2 separate regions of the Ovis aries genome follow, and region 2 is linked to region 1. The links are chromatin contacts, called in public Hi-C maps. All regions are on one chromosome and are shown on one strand. Each heading gives the region's core, a stretch centred on a gene start, on an enhancer-like site or on the middle of the called end of the contact. The rest is flanking DNA. Distances are from core to core; before and after follow the strand shown. Region 1 overlaps MYLK (myosin light chain kinase). Region 2 overlaps MYLK (myosin light chain kinase).

Region 1 (5,147 bases), core at 2,331-4,830:
AAGTGCCTGGCATATAGTAAGTGCTCAATAATATGATTATTATTTTAAAACAACCAGTTGCAGAGGAGGCTCTAGTTGAAATACAGACTCCAAAGCTTCTCTCCTGGAGATTTTGATTTAGAAAATCTTGGCAGGGTCTGCGATCCATATTTTCAGTGAGTACCCCAGGTCATTCTTACCATCAGATAAGTTTGAGAAATACTGGTTTACTCAATTACTACCCCTGGGAGACCAGCTGCAATTCACATCCCCTGAGAAACTGCTCTTGATTTCATCACATGATCATTCCTTCTGTGGCTTCCCATAGTCTCATCTCTGAGCTTTTTGCATCAAGTCTGCATTTAATGTTGTCTGCTTTTTAATGTTGTTTGTGAATACGTCTGGAAAAAGTCTGGTTCATCTCTAGACCCCTGTTTATACCTGGCAATATCTGGCACAGACAAGGTATCCCAAAATGTTTGGTTTTAAATATTCTGAAAAAGCAAGCAACCATTTTTTTTTTTTTTTTTGGTAGCGTCCTTGGGAATGTCTGTGGCAATGAGTGGTAGAAATCTGAGCCATGGAGATGGTTACTGCTGCACTTCTAGAGGTAGTCTATTCAACAGAGGTGCATATAGATTCACACCAATTCAAATCTATTTAATAATGTATTTTGAAAACTGTTCCTGTGGTTCATTTTCAAGGATGGTAGGGCTTACACAAATAGGATTATTGCTTCTCTATAGGTTTATCTTCCAAATGCTCAAGACTGTGGATGGAAAGAAGCTACCATCCACAGCAATGGGATAAAGCCACAGGCCAAGACTGGGCCAAGGAAATGTATACTTAATAGATAAACAGTGAGAGTGACAGTGAATGAACTAACGAATACCCGCCTTATCCCAAGGGACTGTATTTATCCCCCAACTGTAGATAATGGCCAGCCCCCGCTGGCAGCCAGAAGGATGCCACTCTATGGGGCTCCCCACCCTGACCCCGTCCTCGTGTCACGGCAGCCAGCTGCTTCTCCTTTGATCAGTGTTGCCAATGGTAGCACAAAGGTAAGATGGGCAATGGATGACTCAGCCCAAGCTGCGTCTGCTTGGGTGCTCAGGGTCCTTCCACCACTTGGAATGTCCCACAACGACCATCCCTGACTCCCTGAAGAGGAGTCTGAAGGAACCCTTGTAACAGAAACACTGCTACAATAATGGCTTGTCCTGTAAGCAAAGGTCAGAAAGGCTGAAGGCACTTTAACTCTGATTTCTCAGTGTATATGAGGCAGCTGATCTGAAAGCCGGCACCCTGGAATACAGTTCCATCTTTCTGTATCACCAGGGACTGTCCTTCTCTGAATCTGTTTCTCCGTCAAGCAAGGAGAAGAGCAAATCGCACTGCTGAAAGCCAACCTTTTCCTGTCAATGCCAGGTCTATCCAGGCTGGACGGGAAGGACAGGTGGAGCATCAGTCTGCTCCTTCAACTTCAGTCGAGCTCCTATCAAGGGGCAAGCTCCTCACTCCAAGTGCAGGAGAATCATCTGCTGTCTGTGCATGGAAGACTCACTCCTGTCCATGGGGGAGGCGTGGGGCGGAGGGATGAAAGCCAGACCAGATGAAGCCTTCTTGTGTTTTCTCCCAACATTTTCCATCCAGCTTGCCAAGTCCCAATTCCAAGCTAAGTATGGTATTCTGCCCACTGGTGCTGCTGCCCGGCCTCACCCAGGCTGGGCTGCCTCCTACCCCCTCCTGCACCTTCTCATGAACTTGCTCAAGGTTTAACTTCTAAAGATGAGACATTTCTTCACATGTCCCCACATGCCCACACTGCCTGGACCAAGCAACCTGCTCTACAATAAATGTGAAGAGCAGCAGCCCACAGGGCTGTTGTGGGGGCAGGATGACTGAGGCCATGCCCTCGGGCTGAATCTTCCCTAGAAGTGTGGAGGGAAGTTTGAATTGGGGGTTGAAAACTGATTCCAAGTGGCGAATGAGGATTTTCTTTGAATCTGTGTGAAAGTTGCACAGAACTGCAGAATTTAAAAAGGGAGTCTCATCAAATACTGCTCTTCACTGGAAGGATTTCATAATTACAGAATCATGGCTCAACAGTCATAGAAGCTGCCCCCGGGCTTCCTGAAATGCAGGATTTCCACACATTCAGTTGTGTGTTAAAATGGTCACAAAGTAATTTTAAGTGGAGAAAAGACTGGGATATAGAAAAAGTCACTGCATCATACTCCTAAGAATAACTCACAGTTATAGAGCCTCTGCCTGACACATGTTATTCCATCTAAGCCCCACATTATTCACGGGGTGGTTTACAGCCTCCTTTTACAGATAATAAAACTAATGGCTGGCACACTTGGGTAACTTATTCAAGGTCATACAACAAGAGGCGGAGCAGGGATTGGAGTGAGGTCGCTCAGACTCATGTCTGTCTCTTCACCATGACTGCTCTCCCTGAGGAGCACAGATTGAAAGGAAACACGCCAAAAGGCTCAAGAAGTGCAGGGAGTCACTCCTTAAACTGGGGCTGTCTCGCTGGCTTCACCTTTCCTAGGAAAGAACACTGAGATGCTAACAGGGTCCTCTTCAGAGGAGAGGTCCTTCAAAGGACTGAGATCCCTGAGTCTCAGGATGAGCAATTCAAGGGTGCTGGAGGCAATTTCGGAATATTGCCAAAGCTTTCAAATGCACATCTCCTTTGTTCCAGCACTCCCACACTTCTGGGGATTTATCCTACGGATGTAAGCAGGCATGAGGGTAAAGATGTATGTACAAGGTTACAAACACTGCCTTTTTGTAATGCAAAAGCCTGGAAACCATCCAAGCCCCTATCAAAAGAAGACAAATAAACTGTGGTCTATGTACAGGAAGAGATGCCAGGGAGAAGGGAGAATGAGGAACCACTGGCTACTGGTATGGGCCTTTCCAAGACACACTGTTGAATGCAAAGAAACCAAGTATAGAATATTGAGTGCAGCTTCTCTCTGGGTTAAGAGGTGAGAAATATGAAAAATATATGAATTATATCTATAAATAATGAATGATTGCATTTCAATAAAGAAACTTTAGAAGGACACAGAACTAACAAAATTCATTACCAGTGGTGATGAGGGGTAGATGAGGGACAGGTGTGGGAATGAGACTTTCATTGTATATTTTCTTATATTTTTTGATATGATTGTATCATATACTTTTAAAATTCAGATTATAAAAAGGAGAGGAAATGCTTAAAAAATACACACTGTGGAGGATGCCTGGCTTACCGACTCTAGTATGTGCATTTGTGTGTGTGTTTGTGTGTATGTGTCTGTTGTGTGTATGTGTGTGTATGTTTGTGCATATGCAGACCAGCAGCTCAGAGGGAAGAAAGAGAAGGTTGGGACTTGAAGAAACAACAGAATCCAGGAAAGCCTTGGCTGAATGTCATCTGATCATCTCCCTGCCTCTGTACAAGCCAGCTCAGAAAGCACTGCTCTTGGGTGAGTGAGAGGGGAAGAGAGAGCAAACCAGTGTGGGCCAGGGGCACGCAGGACAGAGCAGAGGGCAGGGGCAAGGCTGAGCTCCCACCGCTGGGCCCCCTTCTCTCTCACAGGCTCTATCCGCCCTTAAGGTGGCTCTAGTGCTCCGAATGAAACCAAGGAGGCACAGGGAGGGGGTGCCCTGGCCTTACACAGGGAGGTGAGGTACAAAGGGGTCCTCAAGAGGTCCTCAAGGACCCAACAGTGTGCTCTGGAGCCAAGCAGTGGGTCGGGAGCAGCAGCGTGCACATGGGCTGTTCCGAGTGGTCAGCACCTGGCCAGACGGGCTGCAGAGTGTCGTGCACATCACAGCCCTGCCTGCAGTGCTCTCCATCTTGGGGGGGTAGGGTGGGGGGGGACAGTGGGGGAGGGACAGGAGAGGCTCCCAGACCCACTGTGCCGGGCCACCCCTCGCCGAGCCACTCACATCTCCAGGACCATGACGATGTTGGCCTTCTCTTCGAAGGCGTCCACACACTGGACCAGCTTGGGGTGGTGCAGGCAGTTCATGATGCTGATCTCCTGACGGATGTTCTCTTTCTCCTTGGCCGAATAAGCCTTGAAGAATTTCCCTGCCCAGATTTTTCCAGTTTTCTTTTCTACAAGTCGAAAGACCTGTCCAAATTTCCCACTGTGAATGAAAGGAAGAGAGAAATTCAGCCCAGCTGTCCACCGAATGGGAGTGGTCAAGCGATGGCCTGTGGGGCATATGTGGCCCCTGCCCTTCTTTTTATAAGTAAAGTTTTCCTGGAACACATCCATGCCCATTTGTGCCCACACTGTCTATGGCTGCCTTTGGGTTTCCAGAGCAGAGCAGGAGCCGCAGTGCTGAATTGGCCCACAAACCCGAAAATATTCATTATCTGGCCCTTTACAGAAAAAGTTGGCCAGTCCCTGCTCTAGATCAATGGAGCACATTGCTGAGGCTGACGAATCTGCTCTCCGTCACTGGCCAATGTCAGCCTGTGTCTGGCCCCACATTCTTACCCAGACTCTGTCTAGTCTTGCTGTTCTATCAGTAAATATTCTCTTTTTTTGGCCGCACCACGGTATGTGGGATCTTAGCTCTCCATCCAGGGACTGAACCCACGCCCCTTGCCGTGGAAGCACAGAGTCTTAACCACTGGACCGCCATGGAAGTCCTTGCTATTCTTTTAACACTGTCGTTTCCTTGGGCTGAGGCCTCAGTCTTGGCAACAGACTTTTTTTCCTTTCCCCTCAAAGGGATCCATGACATCAGGCTGAGGAAGTCCTCCGCAAATACAGAGAACTTCTGGGCGCCTGCCCTCCCTCCATGCACTTTCAGCACCGGGGCCGTGGAGACACCTGGCAAGGCCCCTGCTTCCCTCTGTGCTGCTGGGTGGTGGCACTCTTCTGACCTCACTCCTGCTGCAGCACAGGGTCCTTGTCCGGGACTCTGATGAGGTTGATGGGACTCCTTTATTTGCCAGAAACCCTCCGGAAATAAAAGCTGAGCCCCATTCTTTTTTCTTCCACCTTCCATCCTCCTCCAAGGACACACGGTCAGAGGGAGGCAGGAGGCCCTGGATGCTGCTGCTGCTGGCGGGGACAGCCTGGCTGAACCCAGGCCTCAGTGTTGGGGTCTGAGTCCATCGGTGTCTCCACAACCCAGGGAAGAGCCTG
Region 2 (5,629 bases), core at 699-3,198, 77 kb after region 1:
TTTTAGCCTTGACAAAGATACTCCAAGGGGAGAGAAATTAAAAAGATACTAGTCTAAGGAAGCCCCTGTACCAATGACCAGTGCATATACACTGAAATATTTACTCTCCTCTGATATTCCTGGGTTCTGCAGGAATTTAGATTAATCATCCTTAGATTAATCACCCAGGCTCTATCCTGGGTCAGGAGGGAAGATTTTCGTGGCCTGGTTAACTACTGGGGACTTTTTCCTAGTATGGGAGGAGGAAAGCAGGAATATTTGTTGGTGGGGGGGCGTTTGAGAGCTAGCGTGTAGGTTTACTGAGCACCTCCTTGAGCCCTGAGCCCCCAGGCAAGAGAGGAGGTGGAGGGAATGCCCCCTGCACTGCCGCAGAGACTCACGCACCTCCATTTTTCCTTCATCCATTCACTGAACACGTGTTCACACAGTAGGACATGTGCTACACGCAATAATGAGACATGGTCCCTGCCTGCAGGGAGCTAACAGTCCAGCAAAAAAGGCAGTTGGACAGGCAGAGGAAATTTCATGTTGAGGCAAAATGCTTTCTCCCCTCATCGTCCTTCTAGAGACTTGCATGATGTACCCCTGCCTCTCTCTGTGAACCTAACCTCTACCACTTGCCCCTACCCCACTCCCGTGGCTGCAGCCTCACTGTCCCTTGAATAGGCTGCTCTTGTTCCCAACTCAGAGCCTCTGCACTTGCTGTACCACCTGCCTGGAGCAGTCTTTTTTCCACTTCATGAGGTCTCCCCTCAGATGTCACCTTTCCCAAGAGGTCTCCTCTAGCACCCACCTAAGAAAGGATCCCTTCCACTGCCTCTCTATTTCCGTTTTCTTAATAGCACACTCGTCAATGCTGGATTAAGCCAGCTTTGGACCATCCATCAGAATGTAACAGGCAGGAAGACAGGACCTGTTTTCTTTTCATGGCAGCTTCCCCAGAACAATGCTTGGGGCCAAGGAGGTGCTCAGGAAAACTTTGCTTGTAAGTAACTGCTGTGATAAGAGAGGTACAGCAGGTAAGAGGAGTGACGTATGTGGGAGGGAGTTGGTCAGATCTGGGAAGGAGGAGGTTACAGAGGAGAGAAAGCAGAGAAAGCAGGGAGAAGAGGCTGCAGAAGGCCCATCAGAATGCTGAGTGAGCAGCTTCTCGATGCTGGCAAAACCTTGGCAAAAGGCTAAAGAGGTGAGAAAGAGCACCCATGTCTGGCCTTCAACAGGATCTGCTAAATTCTCCTCCAGCGAAAGTTGCCCTAGAACCCCTCCTCCCTGGAAACCAGAGCAGCGGAGGGAGAGGTATCGATGAATGGCGCCTTCTTGTGGCCAGAATTCCCTGAACAGGGTGCTCAGACTATGGCTTTAGTGTCTGGCCCAATACCTGCTTTCTCTGATTCTGCTTCTCCCTTCCTTTTACCCAAACCAAATGAACAGACAGACAGAAAGACAACCACCCAATGCAGCAGAGCTGATCCTTTGGTAATACCGCTCCTTAGACTTGCCATTTGGAAAGAGTTTGTCTTGTTTAAAGGTTGGGGCTCCTGAGCACGTCCCACGTCTTCAGCGCACGACACAGCAGCCTGGCAGCAGGCTTACAGCCAGGGAGCCTGGTCCACACTCCAGCTGTGGCCTGGGGCCACACAGAGGGGACAGAAAGGCCAGGCCTGGGCAGCTGAGGCAGAGGCCGGGACAGTGGTCGGCGCTGCATGGGATAAACGCCTCCACTGCGGTCATCTCCCACCCTCTGAGCCACCACAGAGACTGCAGCCAAACAAGCTGCCAATAAAGTAAGAAAAACTCCATGGCTGAGGCTAGTGTGGGACGTGGACCAGAGCCCCCCGGGTGCCCTGGGCATGGAGCCAGGGGTGTCACTGTGCCAGGCTCGGCCTCCCCGATCCTGTGCAGACAGCCCAGCGCTGCGGCCGGAGCATGGCCACGTCTTACAGCCTCCTTCACCATTTATGGTAGCTGAGCCTCTGTTTGGCCTTCACAGGCCAGTCAAACCCCACACTGGGCGGCGGGTGGGGGGGGGGGGGGGGGGGCTGTAGGGGTGTCCTGCTCACACAGGGCTGTTTTCAGAGCAGATCCAAACAGGCTCTGGCAGAGTCCTTGACAGGACCGCTCTGTTTCTGCTTTGAAACATGCTCGGGTGGGCAGCCATCCTCCCACAGACCTAGGGGGCGAGGGGGATGGCTCCAGAGTCTTCTTGCCCCTCTTCTGGGGACCCCCACCTCCACTGGGACTGTTAGCTCAGTGGGGTCCCTCTAATCCAATCTAAACACAGGCAGCCCAGGACAGGCTCTGGATCAGCAGGGCCCTTGGTTGAAGCCAGACAGGGAGGCTGAGACCACGCAAGCATCATGCACCTCTCCGGCCCCCTCCACCACCACCACTTTGGGGTAGGCCTTCTGGACCTCCAAGGAGAGCCCAGGGGTGGGGGAAGGTGGGAGCAGCGACCCTGGCCTGGATCTGCGATTTCCCCAGACCCCTCAATCAGCCATGAGTGAGATCCACAAGGAAAGAACAGGTGGAGTGTAAACTAGAACGAGGCTGACAAGCTCCTGGGGCCACAGGCAGGCAGGGGTGCTAGGAGGAGGGCCTCCCGGGAAGAGGCAGAGCCAGTCCCCAGGTGGTGACTCCACGCCAGGCCCTCCGGAGGAATCGCAGGGGCACCCGAGAGGCGGGAGAGCATGTCCTCCTCCTAGGCAGACAGGCTGTCAGCGCCATGCCTTCATCCCTTGGGGGTGACACTGCCTAGCCCCTGCGGTGAGGGTCATCCCCACTCTGGGGCCAGGGGACTTGCCTTCTGGAAAAGGACAGGGAGTGAGCAGGGGCTTGGAGATCTGGGTTCCAAAGGCCAGTGTGGCTCACAAGGCAAGTGACGTTGACTTCTTGAGGAAGATAGGAAAGATAGGAAAGCGCTGCCCCCCTCAACCCCGCTTCCGGGGTTTCTGAGAATCGAGAAAACACAGGTGGGGTGATAGTATCTAGCGAGGTAACCAACATATGATGTTCCCTCCCCCTTTTCAGCGAAACCACCTCTAAGGCCCCCTGGAAGGCTGCTGCTCAGATACAATGAAACTCTCCCCAAGAGGCTGAGCCTGGGGGAGCAGAGCCGGATGGCGTGTCTCCTACTGAGCTGCTGGCAAAGCAGGGCATGCCGCGCCCGGTCTAAGCACTCAGTCCCCAGTCACTGTGGGACCTGGGGGCCCGGGCCCAGCTGAGGGTGGGGAATCAGGCTTACCTGAACACCCTGCCTAAGAAGACCTTCTCCAGCTCTGTCACCATGCCTGCCAATACCACAGCCCAGACAGCCGTCTTGAGTCTGTGTCTCCCCCCTGGGACTTCTGGGACCAAACATTTGGCACTGACCAATGCATGACGACCATGCTAATCAGATTCCTGGACACCAGGCTGCTGAGGTGCAAGAGCAAGCTTGGGAGGGAAGAGCGAGGGCAGAGGGAACAGGGGACAAACTGGCTCTCTGGAAGCCTCCGTACTGGCACCTGTCACCTGGTGTCCCCCAGTGGCCCCCAGTGTATGAGGGGTCATTTGTGAGAGCTTGAGTCCTACAGGAACTCGTCCTCTTCCAGTGGGTGTGGTGTTCTGCCTATCAGAATGGAAGCTTCTCAAACCAAGGGAGTCTTTGCCTCTTTCCCCTGCATCTTCCCTCAGCCACAGTGGGGTGAGGGGTGGAGGACTGGGCTTGCACGTCCGTCTCCGGTGGCAGACCCTGGACACTGTGAGCTCCTGGAGGCCATTGCCTCCACCTGCCTGCCTTCAGGTATGGTGCCCTTTCTCCAAAGCAGATGTGCAGGAAAGGTGCTTCTAGAGGGCTGCCCAGAGGCTCCTACCCTGGACAGTGACGCGGGCGCTGCAGGACACCTGCCCCGCGGTGTTCTCGGCCAGACAGGTGTAGGTGCCATCGTCCTCTGGGAGGGTGTCCTGGATGTGGAGCTCGGCCACGCCAGCCTCGCAGGTGGAGCGGGCATACTGGATGGGCTGTCCTGGGGAGGGAAGCACAGGAGGGCTCAGGCCAGGGGGCAGCCGGCAGAGGGGTGGGAGTCCTGTCCTCAGCAGGGTGGCTGCTGTCATGAAGCTGGGGTTCCCCACCTTGCTCAGGCCCACTGAGGGCTCATGATGTGTTAGGACCACCCCTAGCCAGCTGGACAGAGGCTCAAGGGGGAGAGAAAGAGGCAGGAGCCAGGGAGGCAAAGGAGAGGGGGTGATTGTGAGGGTGGAGGAGTAAGACTGGGGCTGGTAGGACTTGGGGGAGAGATTCTGGAGGCATTTAGAATACAGGTGGGAAAGGGACAGAATTCTGTGCATTCTGTTTAAATAAATAGTCCCCAGATACACATCCTAGACTTCACATTATTCTAAGCCTGGAAAGAATCTCACAGGGTCACCTGGCCCACAGCCCAGCCTCAGGCAGAATGGACCTCACCCAGACTGCACATGAGGCTCCCAGCTCCTTTTAGATGTTTCCAGAAACAATGAGCTTATTTCCCACTGCAGATATTTATCAGAAGCGATTCTGCGCCCTCAACCTAATGCTGCAATGAGTTGCATTTTAGGATTCACAGAAAAGATAAAGACAGGGGAATAAAAAAAGCAACTCTGGCCCCTTCTTCCAAGGGTCCCTTGCGTGAGAGGCCCTTTATTTAGGTCCCATAAAGTTCTACATGGAGACAGAAGTGTGTGCCATGAAATTCAGTGGTTTCTTTAACGCTATATGTTCCCAGGATTTTATTATCTCAGGATGTGAGCTTTCATTTCCAGGAAAAAAGAAGATTTCATTACTGAAGGTCCTGGCCTTAGAGCAGAAATGTGTCCATTCACCATAAAGGAAGCAACTGTCAGCTCCTTCCCCTGTCAGCCCCAGGGTCCTGGTTTGCACTTCATAAAACAGGGAGTGGGCAGTGGGAGAGGGAGAAAGTGGTCTTCTCTGCACGATGCAATGTTTTCTTCTGCTCATAGCAACACTCATATCTCCATGACAGAGACTGCCAAGCCAGCCACAGGGCCAGAGGGAAGACATTCCACTGGCCCGATGCACTTCACAGAGGTGGGGCTGGGGGCTGGGAGAGCCAAGGGGCCACGATCCTGCTACTGTGAGGACTGAATACTGCTGTGTGTGTGGGTGTCCCTAAAAGCTCTTGTTTCTTGAGAATGCCAGTATATTCCCCAACTGCCCGCAAAGTGCCTCTGCTGTCGAAATCTGTACCGGCAAGCTGTTTGAGAGCTCCCCTTTTACTGGAGTATAGCTCATCTTGACTCCTCAAGCATGGGGTGCAACTGTGGCCCCAGAAAGTTGTTGGCTCAGGGCACTCAGGATTGGGTGACTCAGCTCCAAGACTGGTAAAACCAGGGTTGGCGGCCAGGGGTCCCTGACTTGTGCATGATCGCCCTCTAGCGGGATCAGTGTGAGAATACCAAGATTCACCAGTCTTTCAGTCTGGAGAGGCGTAAATCAGAGGTCAGCAAACTCCTGCTCCTAGGCCACATCCCACTTGAAGCCTGTTTTTGTATAGCCTGAAAGTTAAGGATAGTTTTTCATGTTTTAAATGCTGGGAAAAAAATCAAGGGAGGGATATTTCGTGACGTGTGAAAATTATATGAATTCGCATTT

Evidence for each region. Hi-C and Micro-C count contacts between places; a contact is called where the count stands out from the background.
Region 2: a Hi-C map of retroperitoneal adipose tissue shows a contact between it and region 1, with 2.4 times the contacts expected there. The contact joins two enhancer-like sites. A contact is called at or near these places in 6 of 16 Hi-C or Micro-C datasets (mesenteric adipose tissue, omental adipose tissue, retroperitoneal adipose tissue and 2 more).

What each region holds. Positions count from the first base shown.
Region 1 is chr1:188,865,626-188,870,772 of ARS-UI_Ramb_v3.0, forward strand. MYLK (myosin light chain kinase) reads right to left here. Exons shown (of 33, transcript XM_060418652.1): 26 at 3,931-4,134. Among named protein-coding and RNA genes, the nearest start is that of HACD2, 51 kb to the left of the region's middle. Within about 2 kb of position 3,581, at least 1 of the 54 cell types and tissues checked has an H3K27ac peak or open chromatin away from gene starts, as enhancers often do.
Region 2 is chr1:188,944,198-188,949,826 of ARS-UI_Ramb_v3.0, forward strand. MYLK (myosin light chain kinase) reads right to left here. Exons shown (of 33, transcript XM_060418652.1): 12 at 3,852-4,004. Among named protein-coding and RNA genes, the nearest start is that of HACD2, 130 kb to the left of the region's middle. Within about 2 kb of position 1,949, at least 16 of the 54 cell types and tissues checked have an H3K27ac peak or open chromatin away from gene starts, as enhancers often do.